Linked DNA regions of Zea mays: all the other regions are linked to region 3. Evidence: chromatin contacts called from public Hi-C data. All regions are on one chromosome and are shown on one strand. The core of a region is the stretch at or near the end of the contact, and the rest is flanking DNA. Distances in the headings are between cores, read along the strand shown.

Evidence for each region. Hi-C and Micro-C count contacts between places; a contact is called where the count stands out from the background.
Region 1: a contact with region 3 is called in a Hi-C map of endosperm, with 3 times the contacts expected there. The contact joins the promoter of LOC100216611 here to the promoter of LOC100279269 in region 3. A contact is called at or near these places in 2 of 25 Hi-C or Micro-C datasets (endosperm and tassel).
Region 2: a contact with region 3 is called in a Hi-C map of ear, with 2.3 times the contacts expected there. The contact joins the promoter of LOC100283534 here to the promoter of LOC100279269 in region 3.

The regions. Positions count from the first base shown.
Region 1 is chr1:96,238,463-96,242,213 of Zm-B73-REFERENCE-NAM-5.0, reverse strand. It overlaps LOC100216611 (SnRK2.3), which reads left to right and starts at 1,349. Exons shown (of 9, transcript NM_001143024.1): 1 at 1,349-1,650; 2 at 1,869-1,943; 3 at 2,668-2,769; 4 at 2,871-2,924; 5 at 3,004-3,096; 6 at 3,207-3,299. The coding sequence starts at 1,528.
Region 2 is chr1:96,218,764-96,222,443 of Zm-B73-REFERENCE-NAM-5.0, reverse strand. It overlaps LOC100283534 (nucleic acid binding protein), which reads right to left and starts at 1,255. Exons shown (of 6, transcript NM_001156434.2): 1 at 829-1,255; 2 at 1-34. The coding sequence starts at 1,104.
Region 3 is chr1:96,829,267-96,833,046 of Zm-B73-REFERENCE-NAM-5.0, reverse strand. It overlaps LOC100279269 (putative RING zinc finger domain superfamily protein), which reads left to right and starts at 2,100. Exons shown (of 4, transcript NM_001152290.2): 1 at 2,100-2,451; 2 at 2,556-2,677; 3 at 2,821-3,101; 4 at 3,184-3,780. The coding sequence starts at 2,393. The coding sequence ends at 3,732.

The DNA of each region.
Region 1 (3,751 bases), core at 100-2,599, 590 kb after region 3:
GCGGCGCCGGAGCTGTCGATGCTGCTGTGCGGGCTTGCCGCGCCGCTCGGCGGCGGGGACGCGTCCCACGAGATGATTGGCTTCGGGACCGGCTTATCCCGGCCGTCGACAGCGACAAAGACGGTGTCTATCTCGTCCACCAGCTCCGGCGGGTGGCTCGCCCCGGAGAAGGAGCTCCTTGGCGGCGCGTCTCCGTCCGCCTCGTCGTCGCTGGACGCAATGCTGATCCTGACCTTGTCGAACTCGAACCCAAGAACCTTCTCAGCCGTCACCAAACCGTCTCCATTCCTCACCCCGCCGCCCATCTGGAGCTCGAACACGAGGTGCAGTGGTGGAGAGGGTAAGGACAAGGCAGTTCGTGGCAGAGGAGAGAGAGAACGTGTGTTCTCCGGGATGGCCGAGGAGGAAGAGAGAACGCGTGTTCTACCGACTAGCTTCTGTCCACAGCAGCCGAACCAAACACCTAGATTCTAACCACCGGCTTCTCATCACAGCCAGCTTTTCCCCACAGCCAGCTTTTCGAAAAAGCTCTTCAGAAAAAAGCCGAACCAAACAGGTCTATGAGAGAGATGTGGTTTAGGTGTATTTGGAAGCTCTCGCTTGATCGCTTCGGGCTAGCTGGAAAATTCTCATTTCTTTTAAGAGATTTTTATTTTTTTAAGCAAAATTAGTTTATTTTTTCTTAAAAAATAGAAATTCTTTGAAAAAATAGAGTTTCTAAACTAGCCCTATAGGTTTTCTAACATACCAAGTTTTTCGTATATGACCTTGTTAAGATAGATATAGGTTGGGACACGAGTCACTCGATGCTATGGGCTATGGCTAGTCGATCCTCACGATAATGTAAATATTGTGGTAACCCGTGACTATGCTAAGTTCTCATTGATTAGTACAAGGCGCCTAATGCCAAGTTTATGATTAAAAAAATGTATATAATAAGGCCCACAGCAGAGGCTACCTGCCACCAAATCCCGCTGAAAAGCGGCGCACAAGGCTAGGCTAGTACTACTAGGCCTAGGCGCTCGCCCACGGCCCACCCTAGCTGCCGAAGCGACCCCACGCCACGCGGGTCCCGTACAATAGCGAATGCGATTGCGATGCCACTCCAACTCCGATCCGAGCCCACGCACGCCCTTCAGAGGAACACCGCTGACTCCTCCACGTGTCGCGCATCAGCCCCTCGTCCCGCCGTCCCGCCGCGTCGCGCCGAGCAGCTCCTTGCTCCGCACTCCCGCGCCACGTCACCCCTGTCATCGCCGATCTCGCGTCGCTTGGCCTCCAAGTCCAGGTCCATGTCCAACAGACAAAAAAAAAACCCCGCCCCCGGTTCGTCACTTCGTCGCTTTCTCGTCGAGCCGCGACTGCCGACTGCGACCGAGAGAATTCTCTATCCGGTCCCCGTCCGGTTTGGTTAGAGTTCGCACTCGTGATTGGGTTGGTCGCTTGGTTCTTCCCTGCCGGAAGATACCTTTCGTTCGGTGTCGCCAACTCGCCATTCTTGGGAGGTCTTGGTCGGGACCGGTGCTGATGGAGGAGAGGTACGAGGCGCTGAAGGAGCTGGGGGCCGGCAACTTCGGCGTGGCGAGGCTGGTCAGGGACAAGCGGACCAAGGAGCTGGTAGCCGTCAAGTACATCGAGAGGGGCAAGAAGGTAGGTAGCAGTCTCCCGGCTTGAGCTTTTGTCTCCCCGTTCGTGCTTGGGTTTGGGGATTGCTAGTGCTGCTTCTAAAATTCGGATTTGTCGGGTGTTGGAGCCTTGGAGGGTCGTTTCATGATAAGAAAAAATGGGAGTTGCAGTCCAGAAAGAGGCTCTGGCTTGAGTCCTGTGTGTTTCTTGGATACTTTCATGAGTCGTGTCTGTCTGTGCAGATTGATGAGAACGTGCAGAGGGAGATCATCAATCACCAGTCGCTCCGGCACCCTAACATCGTACGGTTCAAGGAGGTAATTCGGAAATCTTGGACTCAATAATTCATTGATATCTTTACTGATTGTTTCTGTTGAATTTAATCGTCTCGTAGCACTGGCGCTCCTTTTGAAAGATAATAAAGGATAGCGTACGATGACTAAGGGACTGTTTGGAAGCCCCTAGTTTTTATGAAACTGGTTTATAAAAACTGAGTGGTTCCAAACATACTGATTTTCTGCTGTTAGCTGTTTGCTTGATGCACCACACTTCTAATTTGGAGGTCCAAACAGGAGTTCTAAAAGGTGCTAAAAGTGAAGTGTTAAACTTTAGCAACCAATAGCAGCTTAGCTTCTCAAGGCGTGCTAAGTGCTAAGATCCAAACAGGCAAACAGGCCCTTAGTTGTTTTCTGAGTAATATTCCATTGGTCATCGCTGCTCCTGTGTCTCTTAATCTCGTTTAGTGTGTGGTTTTTTTCTGTGAGTTGTCTAGTTGATTGGTAGCGCGTGTTTCTCAAAGTTGCAGGCTTGAGAACCCTAAGAAAGGTGTTGCAAGATTCATTGAGCTGGTTTTTAGTTGCTTTTGTTGTCTAATTTTTCACCCTTCAGTTGTATGGATTTTAGACATGTTTTTTCTAAAAAAATATGACCAAAAAGGAAGTATGACCCTTGCTGATTTTTTTTAAAACGAACAATTTGTCATCTTGATACTAAATTGTGTTGCAAAGCTCATACTTTGTACTGTGAATCTATTGGTAACAGGTTTGTCTAACACCCACACATCTTGCTATTGTCATGGAATATGCTGCTGGTGGAGAGCTATTTGAGAAAATCTGCTCAGCAGGGCGATTCAGTGAAGATGAGGTTTGTTTTGGCCTTATATTCGTCATATTGTCAGCCTATTTTCTCGCCCCGAACCACGTCAAACTAATGTTGTGTGCTCCCTATGTTGTAAACGCAAACAGTCCAGGTATTTCTTCCAACAGCTGATATCAGGGGTCAGCTACTGCCATTCTATGGTACGGTTTTGCTTCCAAAAGTCAACAAGTCCATGAATAGTGGAGTGTAAGTTTTAATGAGCTAACAAATGAAACACAGGAAATTTGTCACCGTGATCTTAAACTTGAGAACACCCTCCTTGATGGGAGTCCAACACCTCGTGTGAAAATTTGCGACTTTGGTTACTCAAAGGTGTTGTATACGGATACTGCGCCGGCTCTGTTATGCGTCCTAACTTTACCAGCAACTGACTTCTCTTGTGTCGTTGAATCAGTTACAAACTTTGCTAGTGTGCTTTTCAGTCTGCTTTGCTGCATTCCAAACCAAAATCAACAGTTGGAACTCCAGCATACATAGCCCCCGAGGTTCTTTCCAGAAAAGAGTATGATGGAAAGGTGAGTTGGTATTTACTTCACTTCATGCTTGATAATTCTCAGTTCTTTGCTGTATGTATATCTGCTTTTTCCCCCTGCATCAATCAATGAGATAAAAGGTTCGTGGCAGCGGCACTTAACAAAACTGGAAGTCGTAGTTCCTTCAGTTTTTGTTTGTATCATGTATTTTTAGGACTTGAAGTCGGCATCTTTCAGACAAACATGTTTTGTTTTCTATGTACTGCAGCAGTACTTACTGCAACTCATAAAAAGAAGGCCTTGAAAGTACTGACTACTAGAGTTTGACTCGTGCTGCATATAGAATTAGCATTGCGATTTGTTTCTAATGTTGTGTGGTCACAGTAACTTACCATTTAGGTACCAGTTGGTTTCTTGGCTCGTTTTCACTGAAAATGCTTGCACTGAAGACAAGCATGAATATAGAGCTGTATATCCGTCAAGTGCTGCTTTTA
Region 2 (3,680 bases), core at 6-2,505, 610 kb after region 3:
CCAAGTCTGGATCTTCTTTTCCAGAAACCAAAACCTGGAATATCCGACATCCATGATTCAGTGAAATCCAAAGAGACCATGAAACATGATACTATATTAACAGAATAGTGAAAAGGCGCTATCCAATGTCATATTTAAATTCATCCAAGAGACAAACACAATGAAGATAGTTATCCTGCTTAATTGTGCCAAAAGAAAAGACAGCTACCATCCACCATTATCATCCAACTGGCCATATGGTAAATCTCTACATGTGCTGCACAGCATATATAAGCATAAAAGCATATTGAAGGCTCACATTATCATACCCTCCTCTGTAAATAACTGTCTCCTGTACTAGCATTAAACATTCTGATATATGAATATATACAGTTTTTCCCATATTTACAATCATCATAACAAATACAACACACACTAAATATCACACAGAAACAACACTGATGCATAGATTGACCAGAATTTCCAACCATCAGAAGATTTCCACTCCCGTCCTAATGTCCTATCTGTTTACATAATAACCAAATCAGAAAACACTTGCAGTACCACGGAGAGTCAATTACACCACTCCACTGCTGAGATATTTTTGAACTCATGCCCATCCCAACATTCTTTTTTTCACAAAAACATAGCGAGTGCATCTCATATTTATCGCCAGCTCAGACAGGTAAAATATAAATAACAATAACAATAACAATAAAATCAGCTCACAATACCAAGCAACCTCAATAATTCACAGTACAAAGCATCCTAATTTTGAATTTGTTAACATCCTTTCGCGTCAGAGAAGACATAAACCCATTAAGCATCAGCAAAAGTAGCGCTACTCACGATACGCTCGGTGGCGCCGACAGGTCCCTCGAGGATGCGGACCCTGGCCTTGGTCTCCTCGACGAGGCGCTTAATGAGCTCGCCCTTCCGCCCGATTATGCTTCCGACCTTGAGCACTGGCACCACCAGCCGGAACACGCTGTCCCCGGGCCACCCGGGCCACCTCTTCGCGACCGCCGCGGCCTCCTCCATCGCGGCGGCATCGGCCTCCTCGGCGACCAGTGGTGGCAACGAAGCTGGCGACCCGACCTCGGCAGCGGCAGATGATTCGGCCATGACGGTGGCAGTACGGTGGAGGGGGCTAGGGTTTGGGTCGGGGCTGCGGAAGGCGTCGCGGGTCGCGAGCCTCCTCGGCAAGTGGAGGGGAGCACGAGGTTTGCCCCTGGCCCGGGTGGGTTCGCGATTTGGCTTCTCACGGGCTCAACTTGTTCACAACGATAGATGGGCCGGAAGTTTAAAGTGTTTCTGAGGCTGTCTCCAACAAGCGATCCATACGGTGCTCTGAACCGAAAATAGGCTGTAACACACCAGTTGCAGGCCTCCAACAGCAGACCGAAACAGAAGACCCAAATATAGAGCAGGTCCGCACGCGACCCAGAAATAGGGCAGCTTCGACCGCGACCCAAACGCTCCAGAACCAACGGCCCATATCCGTTCCAGGAACTGATATTAGCGGAGTTATTGGAGGGTTTGCTGCACCTGGCCACTCCGACACGTGCACTCTTGGAAGGTCAACTCCACGTTCATTCTGGACCACCATATTGTGTAGAATGACACATGCATGCACAATGTTATTGAGATCATGCTGATTCCAAAGACGAGCAGGGTGATGCATAATCTTCCACTTGGCTTGAAATACTCCAAAAAATCTCTCTACATCCTTGCGGCATTTTTCCTGCTGTTTAGCAAACACCGATTGTTTGTTACTGATTGGGCGACTTATGCTTTTCACCAAAGTCACCCAATCAGGATAAATCCCGTCAGCAAGGTAATATCCAAGGGCATAAGGGTTTCCATTGACAGTAAAGTTAACTGGTGCTGTATTGCCATTTGCCAAATCATCGAAAACAGGAGAGCAACGCAACACATTAATATCATTGTGAGATCCTGGAAGACCAAAAAATGCATGCCAACATCGCACATCCTTTGTCGCAACTGCCTCTAAAATAAGAGTAGGCTTTCCCTTATGACCCATGTACATCCCAGCCCAAGCGGTAGGACAGTTCGCCCATTCCCAATGCATACAATCGATACTACCAATCATTCCAGGGAAGCCACATGCCTCATTTTCTGATAAAATGTGTTGCAACTCGGATTCTGAAGGAGGCCTAAGATATTCAGGTCCAAAAACTTCAATTATTGTTTTAGCAAACTCCTTGATAGTTTGAAGGACTGTGCTTTCTCCCATACGCAGACCTTCATCTAGAAAATCTGCTGGACCTCCATAAGCCAACATCTGCAAAGCCACAGTACACTTTTGTCTACTGGAGAATCCCAACACACCAGCTGCATTTCTTTTTTGTCTAAAGAACTTATTTGCAGCTGCCAATTTATCTTCAATCTCCAAGAAAAGGGATTGTTGCATACGGAACCTGAGCTTGCAGTCATTGAAGAAACAATATCAGGGACTGAATTTTTGATAATGTAGTTTAACATAGATAATAGTAGTATTAAAATAGTATTAGCAATATACCTTCTGCGGAATTGCTCAGGGTTGAACAACGACCTCTCAATAAAGTAGTCATTATTCAGTTGAATGTCGCCACCAATACGGTCGCGTTTTTTCATCTTATGGCCAACAACAGACCCTCCCCAACGCCGCTTCTTCCTCAATGTTGCAACCAAAACAGCACATGCTTCAATTTCTTCATTGTTCTTATTAGCTGCAGCAGACCCACACCAAGTGCTTCGGTAGTAGTTAAAGGCCATGGCTGCATGAAAAAATCAGATTAATTTGAGTAGTTTGGTCAATCAGGCAATAGTTGCAGCAGATTCACACCAAGAATCGAACTCAAATTAGTAGTAAATAGAAATAGTTTCACCATGGTGTAAAACGAAGAAAAGAAGCAGCTTGGGGGCAATATTTACCTACGGACTGTAAAAACGAAAAAAGGAATAGGATTCCTGTCAGGGAGAGAAGAAAATGAAACTTGCCTTGAAGCGAATGGGAGAAAATGAAGATGCCTTCCAGCTCTGCTGGACGAGTGGCCGAGCAGGCTGACCGGCGACGTGGGCAACAGAAAGTGGGAGGTCTTGGTTCTGGGCAGCAAGAAGCGGGAACTGAAGATTGAGATGATTGCTTCCCGCCTTTTCTTGCTAAAACGGTTGATGGAGGCCCATTTTAGATGGTCTGTTGGAGAACCAACAATTTGGGTCTCCATTTCAGCAGACCCATTAAGACGCATACGGCGTATGGGTCTCCTGTTATTGGAGACAGCCTGACCTCATATACCGTTATGGTCCCATTAACTGCCTTTATAAGGACATGTGATAGTTTCGAACTTTTTGCCGTTTAAATATACGGCACGGCACCGTATGGTATGGTATGTCGTATGTGTTGGGCAGAGGCCGAACGTGACTGTCATCGTATGGCGAAGGTTTTTCCTTTCTCGGCTAACCAGTACGTAGGACCACAGACAAAGGTGTCTTCGACTCTATGACTAACCGAAAGGTATTATATATATTCTATAAATATTGTAGGGATCAGTTTGTTTTATATTGTAAGCGATTTTCCTTTCATCTCACAACTGTTTTGTTCCTAGATGATGCCTGTGTGGAAATGAAATGGATGGAATGTCTATTTCAATCGGGCGCATATCTAGGTGATGAGGTAATCTATGATTAGTTTTTCA
Region 3 (3,780 bases), core at 851-3,350:
GGTCAGCAGGCTCCGACGGGTTTTAATTCTGCAGCCTCATGGATCAGCAGATTTGGACGTTTTGCAACCGAGAAGAGTTAATTCCTTGCCTTGCGGTGCATGCCACGAGACGAAATGGCCATTTCACACAAAAAAAAAAACCGCGCAGGCATGAAAAAGAAGGCTCAGAATCGGCGTTTTTCAGGCTGGACTCTCTGGAGTGATCAATTGCCAAGCCATTTTCAATTTTCCAAGACCGAATCTTGCTGTACTAAAAGAACGTTTCTCTCTCTCTCCCTCGAATTGTACTAGCTGGTGCATCGGCATGACATCGACCGGAGCAGACGGTGCTACAACTTCAGAACGACTCTACATGTGTTTTATTCGACGTGTCTTCGTTTTCAGTCGCTTTTGTGAGTTGAGTTACTAATAGTTACGATAAAGTAGACATGTTCAGCTTGTTCGCTGCGGCTTGCTGCGGCTGCAATCCGGCTGCGGCTGCGGCTTCTACAGTATTTTTCTCTCTATGGATTGCAGCTGCAGCAGTCCAAACAGCTGCAACAGTGTCGGCTTGTAGCCAGCCGAACACGCCCGTTGTTTTCCAATCTTTTTACTCGGGGTATTCCCAACGGGGCCTTGGATATTTCACCCACCCATCCATATCCATCCGTAGAGATATACTGCAAAGGTTGTTCGCTGCGGGTTACTGTGATTTTAATCCTGTTATATCTGTGGTTTTTACAGTATTTTGTTTATAACTACTTCATTTATTTCTTTTTATAAGTCGTTTCTAACAATCAATCTATAAATAGCGACGACATCTAAAACGAAACAGAGGGAGTATATCATTTCAAAATGTGCTGTAGTGCCAGTGTGCCACCGAACGATTTGCTTACCGAGTAACATATCACTCCAACAGCCTTGTGACATGATGAAATATGTCACTGGCATGGCACCAACCGCGCCCCCACCGTGTTCTGCTTTTAACATTTTTTTTGCCAACATTTTGTGCTCACCGCTACGAGGCAGTATATCCTTAGAATAAAATAAAAGAAAAGAAGTGGCCAGACAATATATTGCAGTTTCATCTGTCCTCGATGGCGAATATTGTTTTTAGCTCAACTTAACGGGTGTTTTGTTTTTATGCACTAATTATTAGTCTTTCAATTTTATTTTATTTTAATCTCTAAATTGCTAAATACAAAAAACTAAAGTAGAGTTTTAGTTTCCGTATTTAGTAATTTAGACACTAAAATGAAATGAAATGAAATGAAATAGAGAAACTAAAAATTAGTCTCTAGAAACCTAATACTCTTAGACTTTCGGTGTCATCTGTATCTCTTTTTACATCCTAATTTTAGAGTATCCTTTAAAATATTCCCTTTTCTATATGTTATTTATCTCTAGTAACGTCCTCCATATCTTATCATGTATATTAGAGATAAATTTTGCTTTAGATTTTTACCTACCGCACCCTTAAATATTTAATACATATTTTAGTTTTGCTTAATTTATTATTTAAAGTATTAAAAAGAATAAAAAAGAGAAGGGATAAAATCTGTATATATGAATGAACCTATGTTTATAGGACGTTGTTGGAAGAGAGAGCTGAGAAAATCTACTCTATATTTAGAGAAGAGAAGCGTTTACATGCTCCGGCCAGCCTTAAAAGTACATAAATTATCATAGAAATATATATAAGGAAAAAATTGTGATTTCTAACCTCATGCTAGTTTCCTTCAACCATAGGAACTGGAAGAAATAATTTAATTCTCTATATAAAATGAAGATATAACAATTTTTATAGGTTTAGAATTCTCTAAGACCGATTTGTTTCTTTTAGAGCTAGTTTGAGAGCTCAATTTTCTCAAGAGATTCTTATTTTTTCAAAGAAAAATGAACTAATTTCTTTAGGAAAATGAAAATCCCTTGAGATAATGTGGTTTCCAAACTAGTCCTTATTTTTTAAAAAGGTCTAAATGTACATAGTTCCAATCGTGTGTATCAGTATATGGTAGTAAATCACAAATTGCCAGACAGTTCACGCTAGCCATCGCTAACGTTAAGCATCTCCTTTGATAAATATGAAAGGAAAACGGAAAGGCACCAGCGCATCAGCACCAACCCTCTCTCCTCATGAAATCGAGCCAGCACCAGCCACGCCAACAGCCTGCCACCCGTGTCATCCCTGCATGCGCGAAGCAGGTGAGACTGGACAGGAGCAGCCAGCCCCATGACGCCCTCTTAAGACGAGGACGAGGAGGAGGCGGTGGACCAGTTCGTTCGCGTTGCCCGCGACTCTCTCCGTCCTCCTACTGCCCACCCGACTCACACGCTTGGCACGCGCGTGCTTCCACCCGTCCGTCGCCTCTCTCTCGGCTGCCTGATTGATTTGGTTGCCCCGGTTCCAGCAATGGCGGTCCAGGCGCATTATCACCACCACTACCACCGCGAGTCCCCTTTCCTCGTCAGGTACCTGCCGTGGCCGCTGTGCATCTTCTAATCGTTTCTTCCGCGTCGATCGTCGGTCTGCTGGATCGTATTCGGATGGGTGATTTGAGCGTCTGGGTTGTCAGCGGCGCGCCGGAGGGCAGCCGGTTGGCGGCGGCGATGGAGCTGCATCATCAGGCGCAGAAGGAGGCTATGGCGCCGCAGCAGGCTCAGGCTCCGCCCCTCTTCTTGGACTTCTCGCATGGAGGTAAGCAGATCAAACAAAGCGCACTCCTTGGCTCCGCGGCGGATTTCGTCTTCTTGGGCAGCAGCACCGCACCCTTCTGTTCCGATTTCGGATCGTGAAAAGGTCGCCGGGGACTTAATTGTCGGGTTGCTGTGTGCACATAGATTACGGCGGCGGGAGGAAGCGGCAGCGCGAGGCGGAGCCCATGTCGTCGCAGTTCTTCTCTCTGCAGCAGCAACCGCAGGCGCAGGGGCCCAAGGTGATCAACCTGGCGCAACTTCAGAAGCGGACGGCGATGGGCCTCCGGCTCGACTTCGACGAGGGCTCGGAGCACGTGTCGTGCACGTCCCCGGCCTCGGCCTCGGCCTCATGTCTCCTCTCTAAAGAGCTCGCCGCGCAGCGCGATCAGCACAGGAACGAGATGGACCGGCTGATCCAGGAACATGTAAGAACCGTGCGTCGTTTGTCGCCGTCGGTATCCACCAGAGACCGTCCTATGTCGCTGATGTGCTCCTTGTGCCTTGCAGGCGGACAGGCTCCGGCGCGCGCTGGCCGACACTCGGCGGCGGCACTACCGTTCGCTGGTCGGCGCGGCGGAGGCGGCGGCTGCTCAACGGGTAAGGGAGAAGGAGGCGGAGGCGTCGGAGGCCGCGCGGCGCCGCGCGGACCTGGAGGACCGGGTGGCGCGGCTGAGGGCGGAGGCGGCGGCGTGGCAGGCCAAGGACGCAGCGGATCAGTCCACAGCCGCGGCGCTCCACGCGCAGCTGCAGAAGGCGGCGGCGGCGCAGGCGAGGGGCAAGGCCGAGGAGGAGGACAACGTGGGCGCCGCGGCGGACGACGCCGGGTCCTGCTTCGTCGACCCGGACAGGGTCGTGGAGGTCGCCCCGCCGCGCCCGCTGGCCAGGCCGTGCCGGACGTGCGGGCAGCGTTCGGCCTCCGTCGTGCTGCTCCCGTGCCGCCACCTCTGCGTCTGCGCCGAGTGCGAGCCCGCCGTCCCCGCTGCCGGCGCCGTCGCGGCTGCCTGCCCCATGTGCCGTGGCGCGGTGACCGGCACCGTGCAAGTGTTCTTCTCCTAGCAAGCTTTAGGAAAGGGGAAAATGCTAAAAGAAAAAGCAAGACAAAAT